Linked DNA regions of Oryzias latipes: region 1 is linked to region 2. A link is a contact called in public Hi-C data. All regions are on one chromosome and are shown on one strand. Each heading gives the region's core, a stretch centred on a gene start, on an enhancer-like site or on the middle of the called end of the contact. The rest is flanking DNA. Distances are from core to core; before and after follow the strand shown. Region 1 holds the start of dupd1 (dual specificity phosphatase DUPD1). Region 2 overlaps adk (adenosine kinase).

The links. Hi-C and Micro-C count contacts between places; a contact is called where the count stands out from the background.
Region 1: a Hi-C map of embryo shows a contact between it and region 2, with 2.4 times the contacts expected there. The contact joins the promoter of dupd1 here to the enhancer-like site in region 2. A contact is called at or near these places in 3 of 5 Hi-C or Micro-C datasets (embryo and fibroblasts).

The regions. Positions count from the first base shown.
Region 1 is chr19:10,234,682-10,239,325 of ASM223467v1, forward strand. dupd1 (dual specificity phosphatase DUPD1) reads right to left here and starts at 2,792. Exons shown (of 4, transcript XM_023949190.1): 1 at 2,655-2,792; 2 at 2,384-2,570; 3 at 2,083-2,306; 4 at 1,532-2,007. The coding sequence starts at 2,553. The coding sequence ends at 1,805. kat6b (histone acetyltransferase KAT6B) reads left to right here. Exons shown (of 17, transcript XM_023949186.1): 17 at 1-315.
Region 2 is chr19:10,082,078-10,087,010 of ASM223467v1, forward strand. The region is part of intron 3 of adk (adenosine kinase); the gene reads left to right. Among protein-coding and RNA genes, the nearest start is that of adk, 12 kb to the left of the region's middle. Within about 2 kb of position 2,849, at least 4 of the 8 cell types and tissues checked have an H3K27ac peak or open chromatin away from gene starts, as enhancers often do. A contact at or near this core is called in embryo, where this site is marked.

The sequences.
Region 1 (4,644 bases), core at 1,542-4,041, 150 kb after region 2:
TTTGTTTTCTATCTTTATAAAATGTCGAATTTATATTTTACCGAAGTGTAGAAGAATAGAGCCTGTGAATAGACCAAACTAAGCTAATGGATTGCATGTAAAACGCAACTTGTATTTGTGTTTTTGTTAATATTGCTCTTTTGTAGCCTTTGTACCTGTACAGAGTCGCTGGATTGAACAGGAGGAAAATACCTGGGGATGTGCACACAAATCAGAGAGAACGACATTCTTGTATTTATGACTTTTCTCCTTTTGTCAGTCATTTAAAATGCTGTACATTTTAGCATAAAAATAAATTATGATTGACCATCTAAACCATTTTTCTCCTCATACATTTGTACCTGCTGGCTCCAAGAAGCCAAAATCCCATAGATCTCTAGAGAAAGAAAGAAGCTATTATTCTGTCAGCATAACCATTCTCGCTTCTCTACCTTTTTTAAAACATGTTCTTGCGAATCCTTTTATCCCATTGTTATTTCTTTAGTTTAGTTATAAACTGACCTTTCAGATCCCTCAAAAATAGGTGGTCTCACATTCAGAACATTTTAGATTCTTCCAAGCAGACTTTCAATTGGCAGAGGATGGACTTCCAACAAGTTCACTCCTGATTGGTGAGTGTGTGGTTGCCGTAGAAACCAATCGCTACTTACTGACGGCGTCTGGCTCCAACATGGCAGCATCCTTATCTTAAAAAAAAAGAAAGGCAACTGAATTGACTTTACTCACTTGGGGCCAGAGGGAAACTCTTTTCTATGGATGATGTGACACTCACTCCGGTCAATGTTGTCTACATTTAATATTTAATCTTCAAAACATCTGATTTGGGTTCTTGGTGATTTTTCATTTGGGCGGTCAATGATTCCTACCTTTAAATACATCAAAATCTCAGCAAAGTTAAAATAGCTGAGTAGCAGCAGCTTCCAGTTCATATAAATGAATATCTGTCACTCTGCATTTGGATTAATGTGACTAAAATGTAGTTTCTAATCTATGCATCTTAATTTCAATGAAAAGGTCTTTATTGGGGGGGGTAAGTACGGTAATCGATGAATTGATTCTACAGTCCAAGTAGATCAATCCGTCTGAGTCAAGTTATAAATCAAAGCGACCTTTACTATTATCATATCGATTATATCGATATTGGAAAATACCATTTGGATTGAGACATGGTAGGTTTATTTATAAGACAAAAACGGCTATATATTAATATTAATATATATATATATATATATATATATATATATATATATATATATATATATATATATATATAACGACGATTATTTTGATGAGGAAAAACAACAGTGGACTGAACTTTAGTAAACTGTAGTATAAATGAATTAGTCATTCATTTTTGTTTACTTGTCTGTACACATATTTAATTTACGCTTGATTATCTTGCAAGAAATGCAAAGAATCTGGAAAACTTCAGCTGTGCTGTTCAACACCCAGGTATTTATCTCTGAATCACAATGGTTGAATTTTTGGCTACAGATGTCCTGGATCAATTCTAGGTCAGTGAATCAGATCGTTCAAAATGAACCAATGACTTGTATTGCGCAGCAAAAATATATGAATCAAATTGTTAAAATGAATCATTACAACCATATTCTTTATCAACTTAAAGTGTAACTAACAAATGTCCCCAGTTTATACCTGATTTTACATACCCACAAGATCTGCATCAATAGGTCTTCAAAGTTAGTCCTTATTTTGATTAACTTTCAGAATGGATCTCTCAAATGTCTCACAGCTCTTAGCTGAGTGTAAATTCAGATTCTTAATGTCTGAAAATGTTCTGCTATCAAGAGCTGCTTCTTTCCTGCTGGAGCTGCTGGTCCAACTCTCTCAGCTGCTTCAGAAAGCCCCAGTTGGGGATGATCCGTCTGCGTTTCTTTACGTGCTCGATGGCGTCCACCACCGTCATGTTCTCGTAGATCATGAGATAGGCAAGAAAAAGCGTGGCGGAGCGACTCCTTCCCATCACACAGTGCACCAGCAGTTTATCTGAGAGTAGAAATCAGATTTTAGTTTTCCAGACATTGAGATCGGAAGTTTGGAACTTCACTGCAGATGTCTTACTCTGAGCGTCGCTCAGTGTCTCGTGGATAAACTGAGCCGCTGAGAAGAAATACTGGCTGAGATCGAACGTCTGCACGTCCTCTGCTACCACTCCATAGTAAACAATGTTCATGTCAGTGTAGTAAGCAGGCCCGGTGTCCACGCTGTTCCACGTCCCCTCTGCTGCATTCAGGACGTGCGTGACCCCCAAACTCCTCAGCTTGACCTTGTCTTTTGCTGTCTCCCTGTAGGAAGCAACATTTTGGTAAAAACATCCAAATTCCTTGCTATTTTTTGCCGAACAGTCATTTGTTGCACTTACTCATCCCCAATATAGACACTAGGCCAGACTTCATTGACATGAGTGTAAGCCACACTCCCACGGTTCAGGATTTTCTCCAGCTCGTAGCCCCCAGGTGTGATATAGTCATCAGTTGGAATGGATTCCTCTCCTGCTTTCGTATCGTTTTTCTCCCTCTCTTGGGAAGCCATTCTTTGACTCTCTTTAGCTTCAGTTTGAAGAGGAAACGGAAATGCCCTTCGACAGTCACAAACTAAGACATCTGTTCGTCACACGCTTTGTTAAAACTCACCATTTCAGCGTGGCTATTTCTTTTTTTTTACTCAAGAGTTTGATTTTTCTGCATTCTGGCAGCTTGTTGTGAAGCAGAACATGGTAAGTTTCCTAGTACTGGCAGCCTTGAGTCAGGACACAGATTGTATAACCGCCTCTGTGACAAGCTTCAAATGCAGAGGATATTTTTAGTGCTGTGATGTGGCAGGCCCCTGACCTTAGCTGCCACGTTCTGTGCCTGTAGGGAAAACTTCAACCCGGCCAGTCCCTGCCATCCACATCTAAACACACAGCTTTAATCTCTGCTGCCGGCTGCAAGCTGTGGTTATCCAAACTTTGCGCTTGCCAACGGATGCCCATATTCACTGGGGTGAGCAGTGAGCTTTTGCTCAGCTGCGACTTCTTGAAATTGTGTCAGCCTCTCTTAGCCTTTCTGCATATCTTCAGAGGCTGGGAGAAAGCATGTAAGCGCAGCTTCACAACTCCTGTTAGGGATGCTTCTTCTTAAGCCCTCAGGGGCCCGAGCAGAAGTGAAATGTGTCAGACTGTCAGGCAGATGAGTTTTTTTTTTTCTTTTTTTACAGGATGGCACATGTCTTTGATTCCCCATTATATGGCAAACACGGTCCATTCAGAGATCTAAATGCGAGCTCCAAAACGTGAGAGCAGGATGATGGCTGTATTGCAGAAACCGCTAACATGTCAGGCTGAGTTTTCACACCATCAGACTCCTTTATTTTTCCGTCTTATCTTCATCCTCTGCCATCATTCATTCTGACAGTGAAATCATTAAACCTGTGATATCCAATTCCCTTTATTTTGACGGCATCTTTCTCCCAGCGAACTCTGGAGAGCATTTCTTATTAAGATGGCTTCAGTGTTTCATCTCCTTTCAAAGTCTGACCTGAATCTGTAAACACGCTCACGACCATGTTGGCATATTTTTGTCATTTTGTATCGAGCTTTTTTAGACACATCGCAGTTTTAACTGTGCGTCACCAGATTGCAGCAGTTAAGACGCAGCGTTTTGAGGAATCTGAATAAATAAGTGGAGCATTGCTTATTTATAGACATGTCTTTGTGTTGTTTGTCTTGTTGAGGTGCATCAGGGGTCTGAGCAGCAAGTAGTGATATTTCAATATTTGTCAGACTTGAAAGACCTCTATAGAAACCAACATTTGGGTAAAAATTGTATTGTTTGGTTGACTATTTTCCAATCAAAACTGCATGTTCTTGCTATTTTCATACATTTTGTCTTTTATCTCCTGCAGCAATATTTGAAGATTCACAGATGCTTTCCAGATGTTTCATTGAGCAGTAAAAATATCTGGTAAAAACAATACATTTGTACTCCAGAAAGGAAGAAAGGATCACAGGGAGCCCATTCAGTGCTTGAAAAACAACATTTTAGTTTTGTGGATTTTCAAAATAATAGTAGAATTTAAATTTATTTTTTACAAGCACATTAAATAACTTTGCAATAAAGGAATAGAACAAATAACACATTTTATTCATGAATGTGGGCATAAAAAATGAAAATGCAGAACCCACGGGGCCAAATTTGGCCTCTGTTTTTTGTTTGTTTGTTTTTGCTTTTACATTTCTTGTATTTTTGTTATTGTTGTTATTTTTTTTTTTGGGCTGCTGTTATTTGCTGCCACCAAAACAATTTTCTTTTTTAAACCTTAATAACAAACACATTTGTTTGAGGACGTTGAAAATCAAAATGCTGTTGTCAAAGGGGAGGGGTTTATTTTCTTAACAGTGTTATTGAATATAGCACAGAGTTTTAAGCAATGTCCGTATTTATTGAGCAAAAAAGAACTTTTTCTAATAAAACTTTTTAATAGAACTTTTTTTAATAGAACTTTTTCTAATAAAACTAAATGTGAGAAAAAATACTAAAGTTGTAATTAAAGTGGTTGAAATTCTGATTTTCTAAATATTTCATTGTGTAGAATAAATTTAAAACTGGATCAAACATGGCATTCGAATGGAATGAGTTGATT
Region 2 (4,933 bases), core at 1,599-4,098:
CGGTGCGGGTGATTTCTCTGCATTTAGGGCGCGCTCGCTGCATCACCAGAGGTGGCTGATGCAATCATAATTACAGCTTGTCCTCACTGGAGCTGCAGATGCCTCCTCTCTTTTGTTGACGCCAGCTGCCAGCAGGTGGTGCCAGAAGGAAACATCCCCCAGTGAAAGGAGGTGTAACAAACAATCTACATTTCTGTGACTGTGTGAAGATGATTCCTTTCCTTCCCACTCCCCCTTTTAGAGAAGCTTTTTATAATTAAAATGTGGGCGTCTCAGTCGGTACATACACAATGTTCAGTTCAGAGACGCTATTTTTAGCCATCTTTGATCTCGCAGCAGCCACAGAGGAAGGAATCCATTGATGTCAGCCTTTTGCAGATGTACATGATCGTTCCTGTGCGCCGAGCCTTTGCAGGTGTAAAGATAGGAAGGCTGAGCGGCGAGCCACAGCACTTCCAGCATGTTTAAAGTTCAAACTGGGCCATATGGTCGCCACAGCAAAAGACGCTGGTGGAATTATTCACATGGAGCGCTCTGAATCGCCCAGATCCCGGTATCCACCTCCAAGATAAGGGGAACGTCTCAAAGGCTTTGTGCTCGAGCTTCAAATCTCAATCCTCGAGAGAACGCCAGAAGCCCCCATCCTTGCGTGCCTTTTTCCCACTCCTCTTCCCCTCTCCCTCGTATCCTCACACACTCCCACAAACACACAGCACAATGTGACAAACGCCACCCTCTGCAGCGCGAAGCCAAAAAACCTGTGACATTTCTGAGGAAATAAGATGAACTCATCCTTCTCGACCGGTTTCATCCCCACCGCCTAATCCTTGAGTGCAGCCTAATTACGTACAAACAGTAGTCTTCAGCTAATGCCAACAAATGGCTGTTGCTGCTGCTGGATCGGCCGATTATTAAAGGGATGCACATTTGTTGGTTCTGCATTCTAATGCAATTACTCACCCATTATGACCATGTAATTGTGCAGTCATTAATTGTGCATCCAGTGTGCAACGCAGTTGTGTGTGTTTTCTTTTTTACACAAATGAACCGGGGGTACCTGAATAATGACGATATTGTAATGCGTTTGTGCAAATCAACATTTACCCATCAGTGCAGTCTATTAGAGGGTGTCAGAGGACAGGGAACAAGGCCTCAGTCGCTCTTTGAATCATGACTCATTTGTGCTCAGTGCTTTTATGTGCCTCGTTCTTTGCCATCTATTCTCACCCCGCCTTAATGTTCCAGCGATAAGAATTTCCTATTCATTCTGCATTCTTCATCTGCTGCGCGAGAGAGGCAGACTCTACAGGTATTGAATGAAAAGTACATCTATTTCTGAGTGGGTTGCACAGGCATGGAAGATAATTATTGATTTGAAATAAGAAAAGATAAGGCTCAACCTTGAGCAGCCCAGCGATAGCACACAGAACAGAATAATTAATGGGCCTGTCTTGTGTCGGGACAAGCTTTCACTCCCAGACGTAGCGTATTGATCCTAAACAGATAAACTGTGTAACCCTTTGTGAAGGGTTTGACAAACAATTTAATTGGAGAGAAAAAAACAACAATATTCCTCACCCTTTCCATCTCCCTTTCGTCACATCCCTGAGTGGTTTTTCCTCCCCCTGACCTATGGAAACAATTACCTGTGCATCCGTCCTTCTAGTGCCTCTGGACTACCAACGAAAGGCTGGTATTGGATGCACTTACTGATTGGGGAATCTAATCAATGAAGGAACTTGTCTCCACTCCAGATGGCCATGTTGAAACTGTGATTTCCGAAGCCTTTTAGCCGCATTTCTCTGCAGAAAACATCCGTTTAAATATACCTGTAGCTTTTTTCCGACGCACCTTCTACAAAGGAGGACAGCGAAGACACGTCGATCCTCTCCTGATTAGGGATCGGGACAGCTTGATCATGTTTTTCATGCCTGTCCCTGTGATTTGTAAGCTGTTTAAATGTGAACGAGGCAATTAAATGAGAACGAACGGCGCGTAGGAGAATGGGTGCTACGGTGATCATTAACAATGAATTACCCCGGTGTGCACTCAAACACTTGGGGAGGACTTTCAGGCAGACCACTCTGGAGGATCCAGATCCAATCTAGCCATTGATTAACAGAGACTTGTTCTTCCTGTGAAATCACTCGACTGGGATTTTAGAGCACTCATCCAGTCTTATAGAGATAGGCTAACATCAAAGGCGAATGAAGAGGGATTGGTTAAATGGGCTCGCCTTGCCCTCCATGTAAGAGATTTAGAAGAGCAAATCTTGAATTATTGCCTCATGTAAATAGTCTACTTGCCTTTTTTTTGTAAAGCATTTGTGAGGAGGGGGGACTTGTGAGTCTCTTGGATAGAGAAGTACTTAGAGGCTCTCATATTTCCCTTGATGGGAAACAACGGTGGGGGGTTCAATCCCCAGGAATGTAAACACCAAAATGTCTCTGAGTTATGTGAGCTGCCCCTACCATTGGGGCAGACTTGTTGTTTGGTGTGTTTGTATTTAAAACACTATTTCAAGAGTGATATCCAGTCGGTGTCAATAGCAGCCTCTTGTAAAGCACATGTACTCTATATGTTGGTGAAATGTGCGCCACAGTTGAAATTGCTTTTCCTTTGAGCAACACCAACAGGTTTTAAAGGGTGAGGTGAGTAGCTTTAGACATTTTTTTTTCAAAAAACAATTTCTGTCCTCATGCTCACTCCTATCAAAGGGTGAGCCCCGACTGCAGTAGATGGAAAGGGATTTTCTATCCATAAATGGCCATGGGGGCCTTTTACGGTGTCGCTGCTGAGGGATCACATGATTTTTGAGGGTGTAAAGGTCTCCGGGCAGCTGCTCCTTTTTCGGATTGGATTTTTTTTTTCTTTTTTTCAAGGCGTCCAAGAGCAGGGCCCCATGCTGTCTGCACTGAAAGGTGGAGCAAATACTTCTAGTGAGGAAAAAAAAGTTCAAATGCTCAGAAACTGCGCCTCCATTTGAAATGGGTGTAGAGTCCCTCGGCTACATTCATTGCTATAAACATCCACAGAGCTCAAATTTTTTCCTTTTTGTCGAGGACTCATAACAGGTGTCTGAGGAAAGATTTTTTTTCTCTTTTGCTTAGCATATTTTCCACTTGCATGGAAAGTATTTTTTTCTTTATTAGGAACATTGTGCCCCGGGCAGACCCTTTGCCTTGAGAAACGATATGTAGACTTTCTTTGAAGAATTTGTGGGTACTTTCACACTAACTCAAAATTCGACCATGCCTCGTTAAAGCAAGGTTATGCCAGGTATTGAACCTGTTTCCACTCATGTTGGTTTGTCATAATGCACTCTGCATATGGATTTATCCAGTCTGTGGCACTGGGATTTTATAAAAACTGTACACGTCCTGTTAAAGATTAAAATTCATATGTTTTTCCTCCTAAAAGTGAAGCCATAAAATACATTTTAAATCCCCAAATGCATTTGAACATAACATAAGCCAGCATCAAGCTTTTTCCACAACAATTACCTCCACTCTGTAAATATAAGATGAAATTACACACGGCACCAGAGGGAATGATATGGTCCACCTTGACCTATTTAGCATGTCATGTGATGTCCCCCCCTGCACCTCTGTTGTAAATATGCTTCAAAGGAACAGCCTGCGATGTAGAGTTATGGGAAAAAAGCCAAGCAACTCCTAATATAGCATGTCATCTTCACTGCAGTTGGGTCAATTACCCTAGCAGGGTGGACACGTTTATATACTTGGCCCACTAGGAGACTGTTTATGTGAAGAATGTGGAGAATACACATTATTCATGTTCCTGGCTCCAAGGAAAAAGCCTCTGCTGCGGAGCCCAGCTTTGCATCATGTTGCGCCTAAGCGCCAAAGGTATTGATGTTCAAAATGACAATATGATGGGAAAATGCAAAAACGGAAAGAACTGCTTTCAGTATTTGTCAAGTGTGCTTCTGTGGTTTATGTGTAAACGCTGCAATTGTTTATCTCCCGTTTCCCAATGGAAGCCCTGTTTCCAATTCCCATTTTATTTCACTTGTTCCAGGTATTTGATAAAATTTCAACATTTTCTCAACATAAAAAGACTTGGTTCTTAAATTCGTGTAAGTTTTAGCTAATGTAGCTAATGTTGTGGGCCAACAACTCACATCTTTTTTAGTAAAAAACATTTGGTGAAATAATGACAGAAAAACGATGTCCAATTAACAAAATAATTCCTTTAAAGTTGGCAATTTTATTTCCTTTTCTGAGGTGAAGTCCTTTTATTTTGCATTGTGTATTTAATGCTGGGTTGTAACGCTGGCACGGCAGTGTTGATGCTCAAATGTCAAGCAAACATTGCAGAAATCTCTTTTTGTTTTAACTTCTGAACTGCATTTTAGGGAATATCTAAACAGGGAGATTGTTCACTCATGTTTTGGGTGTTTTTAACATGTTCTGGTAACATTTCTGTCATGATGGAGGACATATATAAAGAAAATTTAAATGGAAACTGCGTTTCTGAGTATTTCTTAGAAAAAGTGCAGTTTAAAACTTAAACAATGGCTGAAAACAAACCGGTCCTGCAGACGTTTATGATATTATAGCTTTTCTTGGATTTTTTTAGACTCCTGATTTATTGTAAATATCTTTATCACTGATATTGTGCTATTGTATTGTGCTGTAAATGTAATTGTTGAACATTTTATCCTGCCTTAGGACAACGGATGAAAGTTAGTTCCTGTGCTAACCCTGGCATATTTATGTTGAAGCAGCTGCTGAAACATTGTTTAATATGCACTGTCCTAATTAAAAAACAAAAAACAAAACTGGTAGCAGTGACGTGGGTGCTACGGTCAGTGGGCCACAAGCTCCATTGTGATGCATCCAGTTGTAGACGACTAGATCAATGTACTTCTTGATTTTCCTTTTCCGATCTGGCATCTGGCTCATACATG